Linked DNA regions of Zea mays: regions 2 and 3 are each linked to region 1. A link is a contact called in public Hi-C data. All regions are on one chromosome and are shown on one strand. Each heading gives the region's core, a stretch centred on a gene start, on an enhancer-like site or on the middle of the called end of the contact. The rest is flanking DNA. Distances are from core to core; before and after follow the strand shown. Region 1 holds the start of LOC100281827 (Mitochondrial import receptor subunit TOM20-4). Region 2 overlaps LOC103652327 (alpha-glucosidase 2). Region 3 has its middle 66 kb from the start of LOC100278652.

Region 1 (4,517 bases), core at 1,326-3,825:
TGCTCAGCACCGACACCACCTTACCACATCGCGCAAAAAAGTGCACAGCGAGCACTCGAACCCACACCCCCAGCTCCGAAAATTTGGGGCTAACCACCAGACCACACGTATCTTAGTGTTTAGAAATAAACAATAACTATATTTGAATAAATATCTTAAGACCTATTTATATGATATATAAAAACCATAGCAAAGCACGGGCAACTGGCTGGTACAAGATTGATGGCTGAAGGTGTCCAAATCTGTTTTTAGCCTTGCAAGTTGTAACTAATATATACATAATCTAATAGTAACAAGCTGAAATAGCACTCCTGATTATTTGAAACTCAAACCGAGTATCAATAAGAAAATAAGCTTAATTTAGCCTATGTAGCATGGATGCCCCATAGTTTACCATCATTCAAGAATGAGGTCATGGAAATACTGCAGAACAGAAAAAATAAGAACACACCTTCATTGACAAGTCTAGAGACTTCCTGTACAGCTCATTTGCAGGTTCCTACAAACAGCAGGTCTGAACTTCAGTTTCCAGTCAAACCAAATTGGACACGACATTGCAGAAGAAACATAAATTTTTAAGGAAAAAGGCAAAATCTTAGTTCTTTCATGGAATATTCTTCCAGATGCTTGCTGACAACCTGACTGCATGTGGCTCAAGCCCCATGCGCAGAGGTCTGCAGGTCAGCCATTGTCACCAGGAACATGGTACAGAGCCATGTTCCGTGTCCTAGGAATGCAGGAACAAAAGGAAAAACTTTCTCAAAGAGTGTACTGCATTCCTTGGTCCCTATATTCCACAACCAAAACGTACCAGGAATTTTGTGACAATTGGTCAGCCTAGATAAAAGGAACAATGTAAATGTGTTTGAAATTAGCTAACACAATAGCGGCCTACACATACCACATCAACAGCCTTCTGGAAACATCCGGTTGCCTTTGTAAAGAACTCATTAGCTATTGCATTGTCTGGAGTGAAGAATCCATGAGAGGTCTGAGCATTTCCCAAGCACCAGAGTGCATCGGACTTGTTGGGATCAATTTGAAGTGCCTCCTCCAGTTTGGCTTCCGCATCTGCACCAAAACTCATTCAATTAGTACCACTTTCACTGTTCATTAACATCTACAAAGTGGCATAAACCTAGACATACTCGCAGCACAATGTAATCCTATATGCGAACTCTGAATAGTAATAAAATTTAAACATACAACACCTTGAAATGTGAAAACCTGCATTCATGAAATCCTATACTCATAGCAGAACGCAGCAGGCATTCATGAAATATGAAAATCTGCATCTCGCATATAACTAAATATGGATAACAAGTGTTCGATCAAAATAACACTTTGCAGCAACAAACCATAACAAATATGATGTTACAATATGCTTCAGCAATCAGCATTCACAGTACCAAACGAGCAACCAACAAAAAAACGAGAAGCAACAAACCGGTCCCCAGATGATACATAAGCAATATAAGTCACTTAAATTGCAGTAACAGCTGGCTGCTGATTGTTAAAAAATGCCACAGATTTTTGTCGACAGGGTGCAACACACCCAACACAAATAAATTCCAGTTACAGTTTCAATATGCTATCAGGATTTTTCTAGCCAATACCCATGACACTGATGAATCAAAAGAACACTGAATAAGAGCAAAGCACATGATACAGAAAAGGAAGCTACCAAAAATAACACAAACAAAAAACATCCTTTGCTCTAGAACGGTTCTTTGGAACTGTTCGGCTTATTTGTATTAACATTGATCTCCTTGAATAATTCCTAGCCTCAACCGTGGAAAACGAACGATGCCTTAATTGAGAAAAACAGCACCAGCGCAGAAACATTTTCTGAGCATAATAGCAGTTGAGCCAACAAATTTCTTAAATGTCTGGGTCAGCAACACAGTGAAACGTTAAGTGGGGCGAACAATCCCGCCACATAAGGGCCTAACATACGATGACGGCACGGAATGAACTACAGATTTATGAATTCGTAAAACTCATTGAGATCCTAAGATCATTAGCCGGTACTGCAACAGTAATAAATCCTACAAAAAAACTACAAGTAGTACATCGAAACACCCAACCTAAAACAAGACGAATCCTCTAATCTGAGAAAACAATACCTTCAAGAAGCTTGAGGCTGTCGGGGCCGGTTCGGACCTGCGACAGCTCCAGCAGCGCGCCGCCCCACCGCGTCAGGTTCTGCGCGCACACAAGGAACACACAACCGGATCACATCGTAAAGGGTATGAACCAAGCGGCGGGAAAGCGACCGGGAAGAGGAGAGCTCGAGATGCATCGTACGTCGGCGTCGTTGGGGTTCTGCTCGTACGCGACCTCGGAGTTCTTGCAGGCCATCTCGAAGAAGAACAGCCGCTCAGCGTCGCTCATCCCTCCCATCTCCATGGCGGCCGGGGTGGGGTTCCGCGCTCCGGCGGCCGGATCCGATTCGGGGGGTTAGGGTTTTAGGCTCTCCTCTTCCTGTGCCCCGTCTCGCTTAGAATTGGGGAGAGCCGGAGCGCGGTGGTTGGCGGTGGGACGTGGCGTGCTGGTTTTCAGACAGGAGAGGGGATGGGGAGAGGCGATGGGGATCGACGCGGCCACAACGGTTGCGAATGGGGCTGAAGGGGAAAATATCTCTTGGCCCAGCTGCGCGGCTGAAGCACTAAAATTGAGCCCAGATGGCAAAGGCTCCATTGCTTGAAGAAAGAAGAAAAGGGCACAGTTCGTCTCAGAGTTTTCGCTGGCCCGTTTATTGTCATCTCTTCCAGAATTTTAGACTATCTCTATCAAATATCAATGTTCTCAAAATTTTATCCTATAAAAAATATATTCTCACAGCACTCTAAAATTTTTCCTACTCTATATCATCATAATCTCCAACAATATTCTCTAAAATTACTATATCCATATTTTCAACAACCATATTAACAGAAATTGTTTGCATCATTTTTTTCAACCGGATCAAATTAATTTTAAGTCATCAACTTATAAATTATGGTATACGTATGAATATTTTTGGAATCATTGTTTTTTTAATATTCATTTACAAGTTGGAAATCGTGTGTTATGTACATAAAAATAATAATTTCTTTAAGGCTTGTTTGTGAACTCTATTTTTCCAAAGAATTTCTATTTTCTCAAGTGAAAATGAACTAATTTCACTTAAAAAAATGAAAATCATAGCTAAATAGGAGATAAGATAAGAGATGAAATAGGAGATATGCTACTTCAAAGACTTAGATATAATCATAGCTAAAATTATAGTTTTACGAGGACTCTAAAAATAGACAATTTAGAGTATCTCCAACAATGTGTCCTATAAATACCATATAATTTAAAAAATAAGTATATTTTATATGATTTAGGAAACCAACAAAATATTCTACTCCAACAATAAAGCCCTAAATTTAGATTATAGGGCAGTCAAATACGGTGTAGTATATTTAAGGTACTTGAGATGGTGCCCTATACGTTTTTACAAAAAATTACAAAATAAGGCACTATTGGACTAGTTTTTTGTGTATAGAGTCATATATTTCGATTTGAGGCACTAGTTTGAGGCATTGTTGGAGATGCTTTTACTAAAACTCCATTTGGTTTAAGAGACTAAAGATGAATCTTTTAATTTTAGTCTTATTTAGTCCCTAAATAGTCAAACTATGGTATTAAAATAGGGACTAAACTGCTTAGTCCTTAGTTCCTCAAGGGGTGACTAAAAGGGACTAAACCATATTAATTTCACGGTTTGTCCCGCATTTATTTCAGTTGTACGAATGACGAGAGAATGTTAAGGGGCATTTTAGTTTCTTATGAGTCATTTAATGTGTTCTGAATACTTTTAGTCCCTATAACCAAACAAGGAAGGGACTAAACTTTAGTCGCTCAACGAAAGAAACCAAAGAGGCCCTAAATTATGGGGTAAACCAACATACTCTTCAGATATTGTCTATCAATATTTAAATCACCTCACGATAGGTCGAAATAAGATACATGTGTTTGTATAAAAAACAAAAAGTACAATACAGATGGGAGGTATGCTTTTAACAACATGACAAATATTTACTTGTGGGATAACATGCAAACAATGTTGGATGGTGTTGAGCCTTTGTATGTGTTTTTGAGATTTACGGATCAAGATAAATCTCTAACTCTTGGTGAGATGCTCATGCAATAAACTAACACCAAGAATACATACCTAAGTAAGTTCGCTCATGACAATGCGCGATATAATATGACCATGGAAGTGGTAGATTCAAGAATGGACATTGCCATGAGGGATACATATGTCCAAGCAGCTTGTGCCTTATACCCTTATGTCAGTTATAACATGGGTGTAAGTAATAATCTTATGACAGATCTCCGAAAGGGTGTGGAAACGATGTTTGATTTAAACACAATTGCAATAGCCCTTCAGGAGTATGAGTTCTTCAGAATAAAAAGAGGATAATTCTCGAGTGACCTGGCAAGGAGTATGGCAACCGACAGTAATATGTCTCCATCCAGTTGGTGGG
Region 2 (4,517 bases), core at 1,078-3,577, 190 kb after region 1:
ACTTCGCGCAATGGTCGCCTGCAAAAGCTGAATTCCAGATGAACAGTGCGCAAACAGTGCGCGGCAGAGCAGCAGAGCCGTCAAAGGTGCACCGGACAATGAACAGTCATGTCCGGTGCCATAAGAAGACAAAGCTCCAATGGCCGAAACCGCCAGAATCCTAACGGTTGGGTGACGTGGCTGGCGCACCGGACTGTGTCCGGTGGCGCACCGGACTGTCCGGTGCGCCCATCGACGGCAGCCACCCCAACGGTTGTTTTGGTGGTTGGGGGCTATAAATACCCCACAACCACCACCACTTCAACCATCCAAGCATTCACTACTACTCATTCAATACAAGAGCAAAGTGCAACACTCCGAGCACAAATCAAAGCCACCGATCCAATCAAAGTCCCCAATACAATTCTAGTGCATTAGGACTTGTGAGTGGATCACTTGTGTTTCTTGTTGCTCTTGTTTGCTTGGTTGGGCTTTTCTTTTCTTTCTCACTTCTTACTCTCAAGTGCTTTGTAAGCGAGGCAAGAGACACCAATTGTGTGGTAATCCTTGCGGGGTCTAAGTGACCCGTGAGATTAAGGAAGAAGCCTCACTCGGTCTAAGTGACCGTTTGAGAGAGGGAAAGGGTTGAAAGAGACCCGGTCTTTGTGACCACCTCAACGGGGACTAGGTTCTTTAGAACCGAACCTCGGTAAAACAAATCACCGTGTCATCCGCTTTATTTTCTTGGTTGATTTGTTTTCCCCTCTCTCCCGGACTCGGATTTTATTTTAACGCTAATCCCGGCTTGTAGTGTGTTTAAAGTTGTAAATTTCAGTTTCTGCCTATCCACCCCCCTCTAGGCGACTTTCAACGGTGATCATGATCGATGTGTCTGATAGGTCAATCGTAAACCTGAAATTAATCCTTTATTGCTTCAAATGGATGTCAGGGTTAAAAATAAACTTCCATAAAAATGAGGTTTACGTTTTCGAGGCAGCTCAACAAGAAATGGAAAGGATGGCCAATATGATTAATTGTAACCTGGGAGCTTTGCCGTTGAAATACCTAAGCATTCCTATTTCTATTGGTCGTCTAAAACCCTCGGCGTTCGGGCATATTGTGGGAAAGATGGAAAAAAGATTGGACCCTTGGAAAGGGAAACACCTATCTTCCGGGGGAGACTCATTTTGACCAATTCTTGTTTAAGTAGTCTACCGATTTATACTATGGGGTTCTACTTCTTTGGCAAGGTGCCAAAAACTCTAAAAAATACCACATGGAAAAATGGGATAGTTTGACCAGGCCAAAAGACTAAGGTGGTTTCGAAATCACAAACACTCTTCTGATGAACAAATGTTTACTTGTGAAATGGAACTGGAAACTATGACAAGGCTCGGATGATTTATGGTACAAGCTTATTAAAGCTAAATACATGAACATGAATAACTTTTTCCTTTCTAAAAATAAGGGAGTTTCTCAATTCTAGCAAGGTCTTCACAAGGTCAAGCACTTATTTTAATGGGGTGCGACAAACAAACAAAAAATGTGGAAGGGGCCCTTTTTTGGAAAGACATTTGGCTGGGAAGGGTCCCAATTAAAATCAAATATCCTAGATTCTTTGATATCTGCAGGGACAAGGACATTCCTGTTTCTGAATGCTGTGAGGGGGTGAGTGGAGCATAGATCTTGTGAGGCCTCTTACTGATTCTGAATTCTGTTTGTGGGAGGAGCTAAATTTTGAGCTTAGGGAGCACAACATCTCAAGTGATAGACTTAATGTTTTGGGCTCTAGACAATTCCCGCAGATTCACCACAAAATCCCTATATAGATTTAGAACCGATGGAGGTGCCAAAAACTCCGCGTATAAAAAATCTAGAAATACATGGTGCCCTTGATTAAGGTTTTTCTTTGGCAACTTTACAATGGAAAAATCCAAGCGGCCGCAGTGTTAGAAAAAAAGGGATGGAAGGGTAGCACACAATGTTCTCTGTGTGGGGGCAAGGAAACCGTTGATCACATCTTTCTTCAGTGTGTGCTATCGAAATATGTTTGGAGAAGCCTAGAAAATATTTTTGGTTGGGACTGTGTTGCGGTGAGCCTGTTTAACAAATGGGGAGGGGGCAATTCTCAGGCTGCTAGTACCTTTCATTTCTTTATTATGGCTGGGCTGGTTTGGGCCCTTTGGTGTAACAGAAACAAGATGGCAATTAGAAAAAAAATTCCTAACAGCACGTCAGTGGTCATCTACGATGTTGTGTCATTTTTGCAGAGTTAGAGTGTGCTACTCAAGACTGGGAACAGGCGCCGCTGGAGGATATGTTTGCGTGAGCAACAACCGGTTGCGGGACAATGCACTGACATTGGAGTGGTTTGGTTTGAAGATTGAAGACGAGTCCTTTTCATGTCTGGATTGTCTGCTTCGTTTTGTAGACTGGTCTTCTGTCTTTAAGAATTATGCTGTTAGTCGTCATCTGACAACCCCAGTTTTTCTTTCATCTTCTGTTTCCCTGCGAGGAGGCCTACCCTTTCTTGCTTTGCTGTTCCCCAGTGATGTAAACGCTGGTCATAATGCTTTCTTAAAAGCGGAGCTGTTTGCTCGTTTAAAAAAAAAACTGCTAACCACAACCTACGGCTATGACCAGTAGATCGTGCACATAGCCTTATAAAATACTGATTTGGTAGGTACACTGCACTATTTTCATAGTAAAGTTTAAAATAGGTACGAAGATGTATAAACTGCTGGAGCGCAAAGTAACACAGCAAGCGAAGTAGAGACGGTCACAGCATAGACATGGCCCGCTTTCCATTTCAAAACACGTGCCTTGCAACTTGCATTGTGTTGAACTGATTCTCTAGCAAGTAAATGCAAAGGTATAGGTCACATGCTCGGACCAGCAGGTTTCTTCGGGGATCATTGGGGGTGCAAATGGCCAAGCATAGTAAGAGTAGCAGTAGATTACACTCAATAGCAAGTAACAGCTCCACGTAGTGTCAGCTTTCAAGAACATGTTTTCCATATGCTCATGCTTTCCTGGGGTGGTTTTGGCCCCCCAAAATCAGTTCTTCGAGGAGCTAGTTTACAGTATGAGAGTGAACAGGGATGACCACTAACACTCTATAAATGATGCTGAACAGATTGACCAGGAGGTGTTGTCAAAATTTTCATGATTAAGGCAGCAGATGCTACGAATCAAACTATCCCAGTGTTCTGGTTGCAAACCGGGCTAAACAAGCGCCAGCTGCCAGCCCCTCCATTCCAATTGCCATAGCTATCTTCTGCTGTGGTTGTTCGCGATCTATATCTCACCTGTGCAATGTTGGGTAGGACTCCGCCATGATCAGAACAATGAGTGAAGTCCATCCAGTAAATGACCGTGCACCCTTTCCCTTTCCTTTGTCCTTCTGGTCATAGTTTTCCCAGAAGAAACCTGTTGCATCGTAATTCTGCACTATATTCCTGAAAATGTAAAAAAAACCAGGAAGTAGGCGTCAGCAATCTATTAGACAAGCTACAGTTCAGCTAGTTCACTTGGTTTCAACTCGAGAGAAGAATGAACACACCGGATAAGGTTTGATCTTAGCTTGTCATACAATTCCTTTGCCCTGCCGCTATATGGACCATCCTCTACAGGAAAGCAGAATGCTATATCATTATGCCAGCAGAAGGGTTTGCAAAGGGTATAAACTAGGCAATTAAAGAGCTTACTATGTGCATAGTGATGTAGTGCCGAAAGAACCATGTAGTTCATGTTTATCCAAATGGCACCTCTCCAATAAGGGGGGTCATGCTCTGTATTACGCTTCATATATATTGAACTGGACCATGTAAAAATAGATACTTCAGAACCCAGTTGTTGGATGACCAAATAATATAGCTATATAAACCATCTTGAACTACAGTAATAAGGCATTGGGAGCATGAATCAACTTTGACAATTCCATCTAACCACATTGAAGCCCATGACATGCATAAGGCAGGAAAACAATATCATATATGCTTCAGATATCCAAAACTTATGTTTTTGGGAGAAGGGTCGGGGTGGTGGGGGGGGGCATAGAAAAAATAATAGACCTTTTACCTTGTTCTAGAAAGTGATCGAAGGCCATAATCTGTCCACAATATAGATGTGTTAGATATCAGATTGAGCTGCTTCTCAAGAACCCATGATTCCTGATTAGTCAAATGTGATTATTAATTAGGATGGATATCAAAAAACCACTTAAGCGATAAACACAGGGAAGTAAAGAACATACAGGTGGAATAGTCCCCATCATGAATGGGAAGAGGCTGACATAGCCAACATGGGGTACTAACTGCAGCTGAGGGGCTTGTAATGTTCCTCGCAAGAACTCTCGTCTCATATTATTGTTGTCTTTCACATCAAACCATCTCATTCGAACCTACAAAAATAACCTCACAATCAAAGTTGATAACCATGTGTTGCAAACAAAGTGCCAAAGATCAGATGAAGCGCTGCACTGACCTTTTCAGTATGGTTACCATAATCAAAATAAGCACCAATTGTGTCATCCAAGT
Region 3 (4,517 bases), core at 1,359-3,858, 140 kb before region 1:
AGGGATGCCAAGTGTGTTAAAAATTCGGCGACCTACAGTTGGTCCCTGCAGCCGAATTGCATCCTATCATCAAGCCTTGGCCGTTCAGAGGATGGGGATTAGACTTTATTGGAGAAATTCATCCTTCATCATCAAAGGGGCATCGGTTTGTGTTAGTTGCCACTGACTATTTCACCAAATGGACTGAAGTCGTTGCTCTGAAAAACATGACGCACAAGGAGGTAATTGAGTTCATAACTGAGCATATTATTCATAGATTCGGCATTCCCCAGACCTTGACTACAGATCAAGGGACTTCTTTTATGTCAAAGGAGGTACGTGAATTTCCTGAATTATACAGAATTAAGCTGCTTAATTCATCTCCATATTATGCTCAGGTCAATGGACAAGCCGAGTCTAGTAATAGGACATTGATTAATTTGATAAAAAAGAAGATATCTGATAATCCTAAACATTGGCATAAGATTTTGTCCGAAGCTTTATGGGCTCATAGAATATCTAAACATAGTGCTACTAAAGTATCTCCTTTTGAGCTTGTCTATGGGCAGGAAGCAGTATTGCCTGTGGAAATAAGTTTGAATGCTGTCAGGTTCGCCAGACAAAATGATCTAACTGTCACTGATTATTATAATTCAATGATAGATAATATTGATGAGGTGACCGACAAGAGGGTGATAGCTTTGGGAGCAATAGAAAAGGACAAGATTATGGTAGCCAGGGCCTATAACAAGAAGGTCAAAGCAAAGTCATTTCAAGTAGGAGATCTGGTGTGGAAGACCATCTTACCTCTAAGGAATAAAGACCGGAAGTTTGGAAAATGGTCGCCAAGCTAGGAGGGTCCTTATAAAGTAAAGCAGGTGATGTCTGGCAACGCCTATTTGCTACAAACATTACAAGGCAAGGATTTGCCTAAGGCTTTGAATGGGCGTTTCCTCAAACAGTACCATCCTAGTATGTGGCAAGATGACTAAGAGAACCGATGTGAGCACATCGAGTTAGTTGCTTTTGGTTCGCCCAGCTCCACCAAAAGGCAGGGGGGCATATGTTTGAACCATAATTGAGCCTGCGGACGGTCCGGCCCTGAGGCCGGACGGTCCGCGGTCCGGACAGTCCGCGCCTGGGGGCCGGACGGTCCGCGCGTGCGCAGAACAGATTAGGGTTCCGAGTTTTGTGTTACGGTTGTTAGCTAAAATCACGGGAAAAGCTCGGAAATTAGTTTGTAAAGGGTCCAGCCCCCCTCCTCTATAAATAGAGAGGTATACGGCCGATTTGTAATGATCAATCGAATCAATACAACTTCTATTTCGCATTTTATCTTAGGAGTAGTTCTAGTCTAGTTTAGGTTTAGCCTCTCGATCCCCAAATTCTTCGTCTCTCTTCGACTCCACGTCGATTAGAGGAGTCTAGGTCGGCCAGCCCGAGCCTAGACACCACCTAGGATCTCTACTCCCCAACGGGGTCCCTCCCGGGAGCGAGATCCAGACGCCGTCTGCGATCTTCCGTCGTCCCTGCGTACGCGCGGACCGTCCGGCCCCAGGGCGCGGACCGTCCGGCCGTCAGGCAGGGAACCCGGGCTCCTGCACCAGGCCGCGGACCGTCCGGCCCCAGGCCGCGGACCGTCCGCCCCTGACCAGAGAGCACCGCCGCCTCGCACCAGGCCGCGGACCGTCCGGCCCCCGCGCGCGAACCGTCCGCCCCTGTGCAGAGAGCACTGCCGCTGGTTCTCTTGAGTAATTGGCGCCTCCAAAAAGGCGTCAACACATTCCATTCACAGTACTGTGACATCTTCAAGAGGTGCGAGTTCATTGGTGATTTCGACTCTGTTCTCGGTGTAGATCACCAGAATTTGGGGAGAACACACTGGAAACACATGAGCAGCTGGCCTGCAGTGCTAGAGTACATCGTCAGTATTCTCAACACATTGCGCACGCGACTCATGCAGAGCCAAGCATGTGATGGATTTACACGTGAAGGCCTCTTAGAAGCAGCGGAAAAGCCTTTGCGTCGTCTGTTCACGGTTGCTTCCGTTGTCTGCGTCCATCAGGTTAGAAAGTCACCGGAAATGCTCTTCTCTGTGTTGAACATGTACACATCACTCACGGATGCCACCCCTGCTCTCTGGGATGTATTCTACACTGATTCTATCAGCAGAGATGCAGAGGGTCTTCTTGCAAAACTGAAGGACTCTGCAACTGAGATAGTTAAGGAGCTCAGAAGCTTGGTTCAGAATTATAGCTCACGGAGAGCGGTGCAGGAGCAGGATGGAGGTATCATGTCACTCACTGCGTACCTCATGAGGTACATCAGGTTACTGACGAAGCATAAGAGTTCACTTGATACCATGCTTGGACATGGTCACACTGATCATCTATTGACAGTTGAGGTAATAATAAACCCAACAGCTCGTCTACTGCTTGAGCTCATTGCCGACCTGGATTCAGTGCTCGAGAAACAGACAGAATCATTTTCTTCTAGAGAACTACAGTGCTTGTTCTTGATGAACAACACGCATTTCGTACTCCAAGAAGTCAAGCGGTCAGATGTAAGGTTGATGGTAGGGTCCATGTGGATTGGAAAACGCCAGGACCGTTTCAAGAAACACATGAAGGGCTACCTGTCTGCGTCATGGGGACCAGTTATATCCAATTTAGAGACTGCAAAAGGCATGACACCTAGTAAAAGGCTCAAGACAAATGTCTTGAATTTCCTGCATAGCAGTCCCACTCCTGTGCAGAATTTCTCTTGGTCGTTCGATGAAACTTGCCAGACTCAGATGTCCCGGAAAGTACCCAGTCCAGTTCTTCGCGAAGAGCTTCGTGGGGAGATACTCGCGCTTCTTACTGGAGCATACCATGCATACTTGGAGAGGGTGAAGAACCCTGTAAAAGGAAATGCTGCAGATTTTAAGCTGGAGTGGAAGAGCAAAATCAACGAGTTGTTTGAAGGGTGAAATGGCACATTCATTTCTGCGCAGAATCGGAAAAGAAATGAGAATGCAGTACTAGTAGAGCCTTCACAGTGTGTAGTGTGTACCTTTGTTTTATGTCCTTGCATCTGTCCCTGTAATTGTCAACTGCTGAAGCTTCAGTGTTGTGATCTCCGGGCCTTGAGTGTTGTGATATCCAAGTATGCTGTATGCATAAATAACAAGATAATATTAAATGACAATAAAATTGCCACTGCCTCGTCAGTTAATGGCATATGCTATCCCGCCTCGTATTTGAATTGAAAGTCTATAGGCCCTTTCGATTTTTATGGAACGGTTGTGTAGAATGATTTCTAGCTGTATTGTTTGTCTAATTCATATATGCTTTGGTCACTTAGAACGATTCCTAGATACATTCTTGGACAAACAAAAAAGGCTTAAAAGTTTTGGCCTCGTTCATCACAAACAAATGAATACCCAGTGTAGGACCGGTAAGCCGACAAGAGGAGGTTGAATGAGAGCTAATCGGATTTTGCTTTCAAACACTGAAAATGAACACTTCACTTCAATTGAGATGAAGCAAGTACTCAAACCATGAACACATCAGCGAACGATTGATCTCAAAATTACAAAACGTTCCTAATACTCACATGAGACCAACAAAACAAACGGATCGCAAATCGGACACCAAAAAGTCCAATACAGAATCATCAACAAGTGTTGTTTTCAGCAGTACGAAATTTTGTTCTTGAATTCAAAGCTGAACCAAACGAACTCCGATTGAGATGAAATTTTACACACATCTGAGCAAATACGTTTCCAAGATCTTCCCAAATTTTGAGCTCAATCGGACTTGTGAATCACCCGCAGATTTAAAAATACATCCAGATATTAGGGTTTTGTTTGAGTTTCCTAGAACGAGTTCAAACTGAGTTTTTTCTCAAATCACGACTAAAATCTCCAACAACTAGGTGTATGCAGTGTTCAGTGCAACTACCACCAATCAATCTCCAAACCAAATCCTCTCAAAGGAATCAAATATTTTTCACCACCAACACAAGATTGAGGAAAAGGAGAAACCAAGAATATAAAACTTCAGAAATTCCAGCAAGGGTACAAACTGAGATTTGAAGCCAGAGAGCCCTATGGGACGACTGGCGACCCTTTCTCTGATTAAACTTGAAAATCAAGAACACAGTCGAAGAACAAAATCGCTACGGAACCCTCGGATCAACTGATGTCTACCTAGAGAGAAAACTAGGAGCTCTAGAATGAGTGCTCAAAACAAATGGCAGCCAAGAGATCCTGAACTAACCAGCCCTCCCCTCTATTTATAGAGGGTTATTCTCACTTTCTAAACTACCCTTATTTACATAGAGCCTATCCACTCTACCGGGGCGAAATGGACCAACTCCTAAGTTTTTGATCCGACGGCCACGCCCTTCACACGGAGTTGCTTCGTCGACGCATCCTCCGCAATCACGCCACTTGCTGCCACTGGTTCCCTCAGGAACTGTCACCGCCGAGTTTTGAGGCCCAAACTCAGCAAAACCCACCATATATAGCGCTGGGTGGTTTTGAGGCTCAAGCC

The links. Hi-C and Micro-C count contacts between places; a contact is called where the count stands out from the background.
Region 2: a contact with region 1 is called in a Hi-C map of leaf, with 1.8 times the contacts expected there. The contact joins the enhancer-like site here to the promoter of LOC100281827 in region 1. A contact is called at or near these places in 7 of 25 Hi-C or Micro-C datasets (ear, leaf, root tip and 1 more).
Region 3: a Hi-C map of leaf shows a contact between it and region 1, with 5 times the contacts expected there. The contact joins the enhancer-like site here to the promoter of LOC100281827 in region 1. A contact is called at or near these places in 3 of 25 Hi-C or Micro-C datasets (bundle sheath and leaf).

What each region holds. Positions count from the first base shown.
Region 1 is chr3:162,063,490-162,068,006 of Zm-B73-REFERENCE-NAM-5.0, forward strand. LOC100281827 (Mitochondrial import receptor subunit TOM20-4) reads right to left here and starts at 2,576. Exons shown (of 6, transcript NM_001368107.1): 1 at 2,308-2,576; 2 at 2,127-2,205; 3 at 902-1,071; 4 at 452-499. The coding sequence starts at 2,409.
Region 2 is chr3:162,252,469-162,256,985 of Zm-B73-REFERENCE-NAM-5.0, forward strand. It overlaps LOC103652327 (alpha-glucosidase 2), which reads right to left. Exons shown (of 22, transcript XM_020550385.2): 17 at 4,465-4,517; 18 at 4,235-4,381; 19 at 4,060-4,151; 20 at 3,687-3,796; 21 at 3,542-3,605; 22 at 2,815-3,437. The coding sequence ends at 3,284. Among protein-coding and RNA genes, the nearest start is that of LOC103652327, 16 kb to the right of the region's middle. Within about 2 kb of position 2,328, at least 4 of the 20 cell types and tissues checked have an H3K27ac peak or open chromatin away from gene starts, as enhancers often do. A contact at or near this core is called in ear and leaf, where this site is marked.
Region 3 is chr3:161,925,598-161,930,114 of Zm-B73-REFERENCE-NAM-5.0, forward strand. No RefSeq gene overlaps it. Among protein-coding and RNA genes, the nearest start is that of LOC100278652, 66 kb to the left of the region's middle. Within about 2 kb of position 2,609, at least 7 of the 20 cell types and tissues checked have an H3K27ac peak or open chromatin away from gene starts, as enhancers often do. A contact at or near this core is called in leaf, where this site is marked.